3 separate regions of the Mus musculus genome follow, and regions 2 and 3 are each linked to region 1. The links are chromatin contacts, called in public Hi-C maps. All regions are on one chromosome and are shown on one strand. The core of a region is the stretch at or near the end of the contact, and the rest is flanking DNA. Distances in the headings are between cores, read along the strand shown. Region 1 has its middle 450 kb from the start of 1700012I11Rik. Region 2 overlaps Zfat (zinc finger and AT hook domain containing). Region 3 has its middle 190 kb from the start of Zfat.

Region 1 (2,559 bases), core at 19-2,518:
TCTCCTATGCCAATATGTTGATGTTCATTCCCCACTTTCACTTCTATCAGATTTAGTGCATCTAGTTTTATGTTGATATTTTTGACCCACTTGGACTTGAGTTTTGTGCAGTGTGATAGATATGGATCTATTTCCATTCTTCTACATGCAGACATTCAGTTAAGTTAGACCAGCACGATTTGTTGAAGATGCTTTCTTTTTATCATTGTATAATTTGCCTTCTTTGTCAAAAATAAATTGCCCACAGGTGAATGGGTTTACTTCTGGGTCTTCAATTTGATTCTGTTGTTCAACTTGTTGGCTTTTGTGACAATGCAATGCAATTTTTATTATTATTGCTCTATAGTACAGCTTTAAATCAGGAATAGTGATACCTCTAGAAGTTCTTTCATTGTACAGGATTTTTTTAGTGATCCTGGATTACTTTTTTCCATATTAAGGTTAAAATTTCTCTTTCAAGGTCTTTAGAGAATTGTGCTAAAATTTTAATGAAAGTTGAATTGAATCTTTAAATTGTTTTTGGAAAGATGCCCATTTTTACTATGCTAATTCTAATGATCCATGAGCATTGCATTTCCATCTTCTGATATCTTCTTCAATTTCTTTCTTCAGAGGCTTGAAGATCTTGTCATACATGTCTTAACACATGGTTAGAGTTATACCAAGATTTTATGATTTCTTTATCAGACAGTTTATCATTTGTATATAGAAGGGCTACTGACTTCTTTGAGGTAATTTTGTATCCAGCCACTTTGCTGAAGGTGTTTATCAGCTGCAGAAGTTCTCCAGTAAAATTCTTGGGAATTTATATAGTATACACTGCCATATTATCTGTGAATAGTGATACATTGACTTTGTTCTTTGCAATTTATATCCTCCCGATCTCCTTTAGTTTTCTTATCATTCTAGCTAAAACTTCAAGTACTGTATTGAATAGATACAGAGAGAAAAGACAACAATTTTAGTGGAATTGCTTTAAGTTTCTCTTCATCCAATTTGATGCTGACCATTGGCTTGTTATATATTGCCTTTATTGTGTTTAAGTATGTGTCTTGTATCATGGAGTGCTGGATTTTGTCAAAAGCTTTTTCAGTATCTAGTAAGAGAAGCATGTGCGTTTTTTCTTTCAGTTTGCTTATATAGTAGAATATGTTGATGCATTTTCAATTAATGTTTGAAGTAAGAATGCCTTGATCACTCCTGGGCAGGCTGTCTTGGGTGGTGTCAGGAAATAGGCTGAGCAAACCATGGTGAGCAAGCCTGTAAGCAACATTCTTCCTTGGCCTGTGCTGTAGTTTCTTCTTCTGTGTTCTGCCTTTCCTGGAAAACATGTTAGCCAAATAAACCCTTGTTCCCCAAGCTGCTCCTCAAGTCATACTATTTTATCAAGGCAATAGAAACTTAACTAAAATACTTTGCAAAAGCCTAAATCCTAAACACTGATGCATTGAGACTTTCAATACATTAGCCACACTGTGGCAGAGGTTGGGGTACTTCTATGAATTTAACAACTAGAGCCTAGGAAGGATACATGAAAGGGAAGTGGTTACAAAAGGAAGAAGTGCTTTGAAAAATTCATTCACCCAGTGCCAAAAGAATTATCATTAGTCACAGGGCTGTGACATACAGCAAACTCTGAAATACAATAAAAAAGAATAGCAGCAAAAGGGGGGTGGGATCTCATGTATATAAAATGATCAATGAGAATGTTATATATGCCACTCATATGACCTAACAATGGAAGTTCCCTTTCTTTATGCAAAGCATAGCTGGGTCTGGATGAGATTATTCTGCGGTTTGAATTTGATACAACTGTGGAACTGAGGAATGTATAGACTTAAAATCAAGGTAGAGTTTCACCACTGTCTACTTATTAGATAATGGACTAGTTTCTATATCTAACTAGTTATCAGTTTTATATATTACAGCATGGAAAAAATATGTACATCATTTTCATCATGATATTCTCTATTTGAAGTAATGTATTAGAAGGATGCTTGCTAAGACAAGTGCATTTTAAGTACTATTTTTATTAGATATTTTCTTTATTTATATTTCAAATGTTATCCCTTGCCTGGTTTCCCCTCTGAAAACCTCCTATCCCATCCTCCCTTCCCCTGCTCACCAACTCACCCACTCCTACTTCCCTGTCCTGGCATTCCCCTACACTTGGGCATTTAGCCTTCTCAGGACCAAGGACCTCTCCTCCCATTGATGTCCAACAAGGCCATCTTCTGCTACATATGCAGCTGGAGCCATGGATCCCTCCATTTATACTCTTTGGATGGTGGTTTAGTCCCTGGGAGCTCTGGGGTTACTAGTTGGTTCATATTGTTGTTCCTTCAATGGGGCTGAAAGTTCCTTCAGCTCCTTCAGTCCTTTCTCTAGCTCCTCCATTGGAGATGTTTTGCTCAGTCCAGTGGTTGGCTGAGAGCATCCATCTCTGTATTTGTCAGGCACTGGCAGAGCCTATCCGGAGACAGCTATATCAGGCTGTCAGAAAGCACTTGTTAGCATACATAATAGTGTCTGGGCTTGGTGACTGTCTATGGGATGGAT
Region 2 (2,559 bases), core at 21-2,520, 410 kb after region 1:
ATGAATGTCAGTTCCAGCACTTCCAGGAAGCCTGGGCAAGATGCTCTACAATCTTTGGCTTGCCCAAAGTAAAAGAAGGACCAGCATACCTACCTTAGAAAGACTAAGTAGGGAAGGTTCAGCTCATAGAGACTGTGGGGGGAGAGATTAGAGGGGGAGACAGCTGTGGGTGCAATCTGGGCATCTTGATGTTAGATGCTAAAAGAAGATTATGACAGAGAGAATTCAGTAGCTGTAAAGCTATTCTGAGAGAAAACTGCTAACTTATCTAGCCATTTCTGTATGTATAAACCAAGACAACCCAAGACATTTATTTCCTTTTACTATTTATTTCCATTTCATTTATCTGCAAAAATGCACCAAAACCAAGGCTGTGGAGGTAAATATTAATTTCTTTCGTTGAAAGACAGTACCTAACGGGAGAATAGGATGCTGCAAACCTCCTCCCTCACCTGATAGCAAACTATGAGGAGGAAGGAAGGAGGGTGGGTGATAAACATTGAGGTCCTCAGGAAACATGTCCACAAACTACAGTGCATGCCAGGTAAGTGTGGTGGTACCATGTGGTGAGCAGAAGGAGAGAGCCACAATGAGCTCATGTGATATACCCGGCTGTACTCAGTATGGCAGGGTGAAGGCTGCAGGGAAGGGCAGATGAGGTTTAAAGCGATGTTTGCAATGAGCTCTTCAGATCTAAGTGCCTTAGCAGCTCACACACAGACCAAGCCTTTATTTCATAAAGCAAGGCAGACATTTCTGAGAAGTCCAGGCCTCCGCCCATCTACGCTCGCTCTCTTACCATCCTGCTGAACATTTCTATTTTGTCTGCTACCTTTTCTAGGTGCTGAAGTCCATTTAAGAGAACCCTTTTCCCATTTGTTTTTTGTCTTTAATATCTAGCCCCAGGTTGGTCTTGTCACCAAAACCTGTACTACATTCGTCTGTCTATTGATTCTTATGCATGGAACATCACAATGGATCATCAGGAAAGGTGACAGACGATGCTAGCTGTGCATTTCACTGAAGTCCTAGCATAAGCACGTGTTAGGTTAAGCAGGTCAAGCTAACTTGGTGCTCCCCAAGTCCACCTTCTCCACATACTTAGGAGCTCCACAGTGAGGATGAGCCAGAGGCAAGGAGCTGCTTTACAGAGGGGCTTATGAGCCTTTGGGATATGTGCGCTCCTCAAGCATTCTAAGTGTGACCTGCTCATTCTGCTTTTCTGCCATTTCTGTAGGCATGCACTGCCTACCCTGCTCCCACAGAAGTCAACAGCTGTTTCCTGCTGTGGTTACTGAACACTCCCTCAAGCCTCACTCCAGTTCCTCATACATACTACCTGTTCCCTCTTCACAAATGGCATCGTGAAGCCCCTAGGGTCCAGTGACTCAACTAAGGTCAAGCAGCTCACAAAGAGCAAACGCTGGACCCGGTGTGCATGAGTGGAACCTAGAGCTCGTTCTTCCTCAGCTGGCGAGCGTGGCAGTGACTAACGATATCACATGCCCCAGATTGATAGGGTAGAATTATTGCTCTTTAGCCATCCGAGGCAGACAAAGGTTAGCTTGTACAGCTCTAACCATTCTCTTTGTTCAAAATGATCACTCCAGCAGTTTAATCTATTAGCACAGGCTTAAAATTGTTCTCTGTCGCAGAAATAATATGGCTTTCACAGTGTCATTACCCCCTGAGATGGATATTCTATGTCTCCCAATGCTGCATCTAACATGTCTGTCAGCTAAATTATTAGCAGCACAGAGAGTCTAATAGAAAACCTTAATCCATGGGACTGCATAAATTATTCACAACATCAGGTCCTATGTTCAGTACTTCTGCTCACCTCAGATGTTCCAGAATGATGCTAGTGACCTATCCTTGGCAGATCTATTGCTGCTGGAGAGCAGCTTCCTGTGGAGACCCTGTCTCTTTCTTCACCTTCATCTCATGGTCCGCTCTGCAGCATGGATGGATATTTTGATATGTCATGTCATCTGGGATCTTCCAATCACTCCACTCGTTCCATATTCCTCACCTCTCCTTCCTTCTCACCCTTCTTCAGCTTCCTCTCCACTGTCTATATAAAATCCATCCCCACAAGCTTAAATCCTCTCCTTCCCAACTTTCAAGAAAGTCTCAGATATTGCTCTTGCTCACAGACCCTCAAGGAAGATGCAGCCTGCGTCACTCCCCAGGCCTTTATGACCCCAAATTGGTTTTGTGTTACAGTCCACCTCTAAGTTCTCTAAGCAGACTTATAGCATCTGGGGAGAACAGCAATACTTGGTGTGCAGATAAGCATCAGTGTTTATTTACCCTAGCCATCACTCCCCACAGCATCTGAAGGATCTTAGCACCCAAGTCTCAGGGAGTGTGGGGCTCAGGAAAGATGGAAAGCTGTCTGCAAGGTACTACACTTAACACAGCCATGGATGGCCAAGCAGAGGATAAGGCCACACCCAGGTTCCTGTGCTTCTGGTGGACATGAGCTTCAGGTAATTAATTACTCCAACCCAAAACTGAGCCAAAAGGGCAGCAGGTGGTTGGACCACCACACAGCCT
Region 3 (2,559 bases), core at 27-2,526, 390 kb after region 1:
ACATCTGAGTAGAGTGAACCTGAAGATGACAAGGAGATACTGCTGTAAGGAACTGGGGGGAAAACGCATTCTAAGAATTTAGGAAGGAGTTGGAGAGGATTGCAGAAACAGGAATATGACAAAGATGATTGAACATCTCTGAGCAATATGAAATGAGACAGAAGAAGAGAGTAGGTTGGATACCCCAAGTCAGTAGAGAAGTATAGATTTGATCATAAGCTTCATGGGAAACTTTCAAATGGTTTTAAGCAGAGAAGTGATTTTTTTTAAAGATGGCTCTGGTGCTGCTAGAGGTTGTGTTTGAAGGACCCATAGTAGAAGGAGAAAAATCTAAAGAGTTTCTGTAATCATCTGGGAAGAGGTAAGGCTGGCATGTACGAAGGCCGTGGAGGTGATGGCCAGTGGATATAATTTGAGCTGCAATCTGAAGCACTGTCCATCCTAAGTGCTGAGATACCCTAGAAGCCATGCTCCTCAGGCCACAGCTTCTCAAGTCATTGACAGTCACTTATAAGGAAACCAGAAGGCCACCCCACTACCTAGAAGCATGGTCTGTAGACTTCTGGGCTCCCTGCCACTTCTGGGTGGAATTTTCTGGAATCTGAGTTGAAGCACTGGAATAACTTTGCATCATACACTGGATTTGCCTCCACACAGAATCCAGAAGTAGTAGAGAAGAACTGCTCATGAAACCATGTGTCAAGTGCACGCCTTGCTTGAAATTCTTTCCCTCCCCTTGGGGCCTTGACCTCTTGTATGGGTATCTTCTTCTTCTATGTCCTTTCCCCATTTTGAAGAGAAAATTCTCCTCATGTTTTATGCAACATCCTTATTTAAAAGATAATGTGTTCTGGGTCCATGTGGGTTTGTTATTACATTCATTATTTGGCAAAATGGTTTTAGATTTTAGACTGATTGATCCCAACTGACTTGATTGGCTCAAATTCCAAAAGGCCTGCTATTGCTCTGAGTTGAAGATGGGCTGAGTTATGCTTTGGATACAAAATGCTCCCCACAGACTCATGTGTTTGAATAAGTTGGCCCCCAGATGGCAGTCCTATTTTTAGATTTTGTGGACCCTTTAGAAGGTACCCAGATTGAAGAAGGATGCCAAGGTACAGACATTAATGGTTATAGCCAAATCCTTCATCCAGCCCAGTTTCTATCTGGTTTTCAACCCCCCAGATACAAGTGAACAGCCTGACCTTCCCATAGCTGCAGACCCAGCCAGTTCAGTTCATGAGATTATGAACCAAAAAAGCCACTTCCTCTCTTGGGCTTCTTTTTAATGGGCATTGTGGCACAGCAATGACATAAGTAACTGATACAGACTCAAAGTAGAGCATCAGAGATACCTCATGTGATCTTCAATTGCAGGCATCAACCCTCATTCCCTTCTCCCCAAAGTGACAATCAGTATTGTATCAGTAGTGATTATTTCTACCTATGACCTCTGCAGCCCATCTAAGGCAACAGTGTGGCAAACATGGTTGGCTACTGAAATGGTTTGAATATGTTTGGCCCATGGGAAGTGGCACTATTAGGAAGTGTGGCCTTGTTGGAGTGAGTGTGGTCTTGTTGGAGTGGGTGTGGTCTTGTTGGAGGAAGTCATTGCTGTGGAGTTGGGCTTTGAGATCCTATGCCCAGGCTCCATCCAATGTGTGGAAGTTTCTCTCTCTCTCTCTCTCTCTCTCTCTCTCTCTCTCTCTCTCTCTCTCTCTCTCTCTCTCTCTCTCCTGCCTGGGTACATTTAGATCAAGATGTAGAATTCTCCACTCAGTCCACTTTAAGTCTGCCTGGATGCTGCCATGATTCCCACCATGATGATAATGGGTTAAACTGCTAAAACTGTAAGCCAGCCTCAATTAAATGTTTTCCTTTATAAGAATTGGCTTGGTCATAGTGTCTCTTCACAGCAATGAAACCCTAAGACAGTTACCTCCATGGTACCTGGGCAGTCTGATTGTTGGAAGAGGTTGTTTGTGATAATGAGCTCAAGCCTGGTCAACAGAACATCACCTTCACAGTAACTGGTTGAGCATAATTAAACAGAAAGATAAGCCAGTCAAGAGTCTTCCAGAAAGATTTTCTTCACTGATAAAAAAGTTGTCAGTTAGTAAGAACTTCCTTTTCTTTCTACTGGGCATGATGGATGCTTGGATCTGGGTGTCCTGTCAAGGCCATGACTAGCTAGCTAAGTGATCAAAAGAACAAAGGACAAAATAAAAGAACCAAATGAACTGACACTGGGCCACTCTAGGTCCAGGCTTCTTTCCTTATACGAGAAAAGAATGGTCTCTTTTCTACAGTAGATTTTGCACCCTGTCTTTTGCAACCCCTATTTTTTTTCAGAGCTATCCCTGCCAATATACAACTTATTCCCAACCTAAGTTGTCTCCATCAGGAAGCAGACCAATGATGGTGCTGGATAAGATTGGAGACGGAACCAGAGCAGAAAGGGGGCTTATACCGGAGTTATGGGGCCCCTACAAAGGATGCAGGAGAGGATAGGAGGGGGAGAATTCCATACATAGACATGCGGCTGGGGAAGACATCATC

Evidence for each region. Hi-C and Micro-C count contacts between places; a contact is called where the count stands out from the background.
Region 2: a Hi-C map of bone marrow-derived macrophages shows a contact between it and region 1, with 24 read pairs. The contact joins two enhancer-like sites. A contact is called at or near these places in 2 of 484 Hi-C or Micro-C datasets (bone marrow-derived macrophages and cerebral cortex).
Region 3: a Hi-C map of bone marrow-derived macrophages shows a contact between it and region 1, with 20 read pairs. The contact joins two enhancer-like sites. A contact is called at or near these places in 2 of 484 Hi-C or Micro-C datasets (bone marrow-derived macrophages and cerebral cortex).

The regions. Positions count from the first base shown.
Region 1 is chr15:67,676,008-67,678,566 of GRCm38.p6, forward strand. No RefSeq gene overlaps it. Among named protein-coding and RNA genes, the nearest start is that of 1700012I11Rik, 450 kb to the left of the region's middle. Within about 2 kb of position 1,269, at least 1 of the 459 cell types and tissues checked has an H3K27ac peak or open chromatin away from gene starts, as enhancers often do. A contact at or near this core is called in bone marrow-derived macrophages, where this site is marked.
Region 2 is chr15:68,085,366-68,087,924 of GRCm38.p6, forward strand. The region is part of intron 15 of Zfat (zinc finger and AT hook domain containing); the gene reads right to left. Among named protein-coding and RNA genes, the nearest start is that of Zfat, 170 kb to the right of the region's middle. Within about 2 kb of position 1,271, at least 28 of the 459 cell types and tissues checked have an H3K27ac peak or open chromatin away from gene starts, as enhancers often do. A contact at or near this core is called in bone marrow-derived macrophages, where this site is marked.
Region 3 is chr15:68,065,400-68,067,958 of GRCm38.p6, forward strand. No RefSeq gene overlaps it. Among named protein-coding and RNA genes, the nearest start is that of Zfat, 190 kb to the right of the region's middle. Within about 2 kb of position 1,277, at least 5 of the 459 cell types and tissues checked have an H3K27ac peak or open chromatin away from gene starts, as enhancers often do. A contact at or near this core is called in bone marrow-derived macrophages, where this site is marked.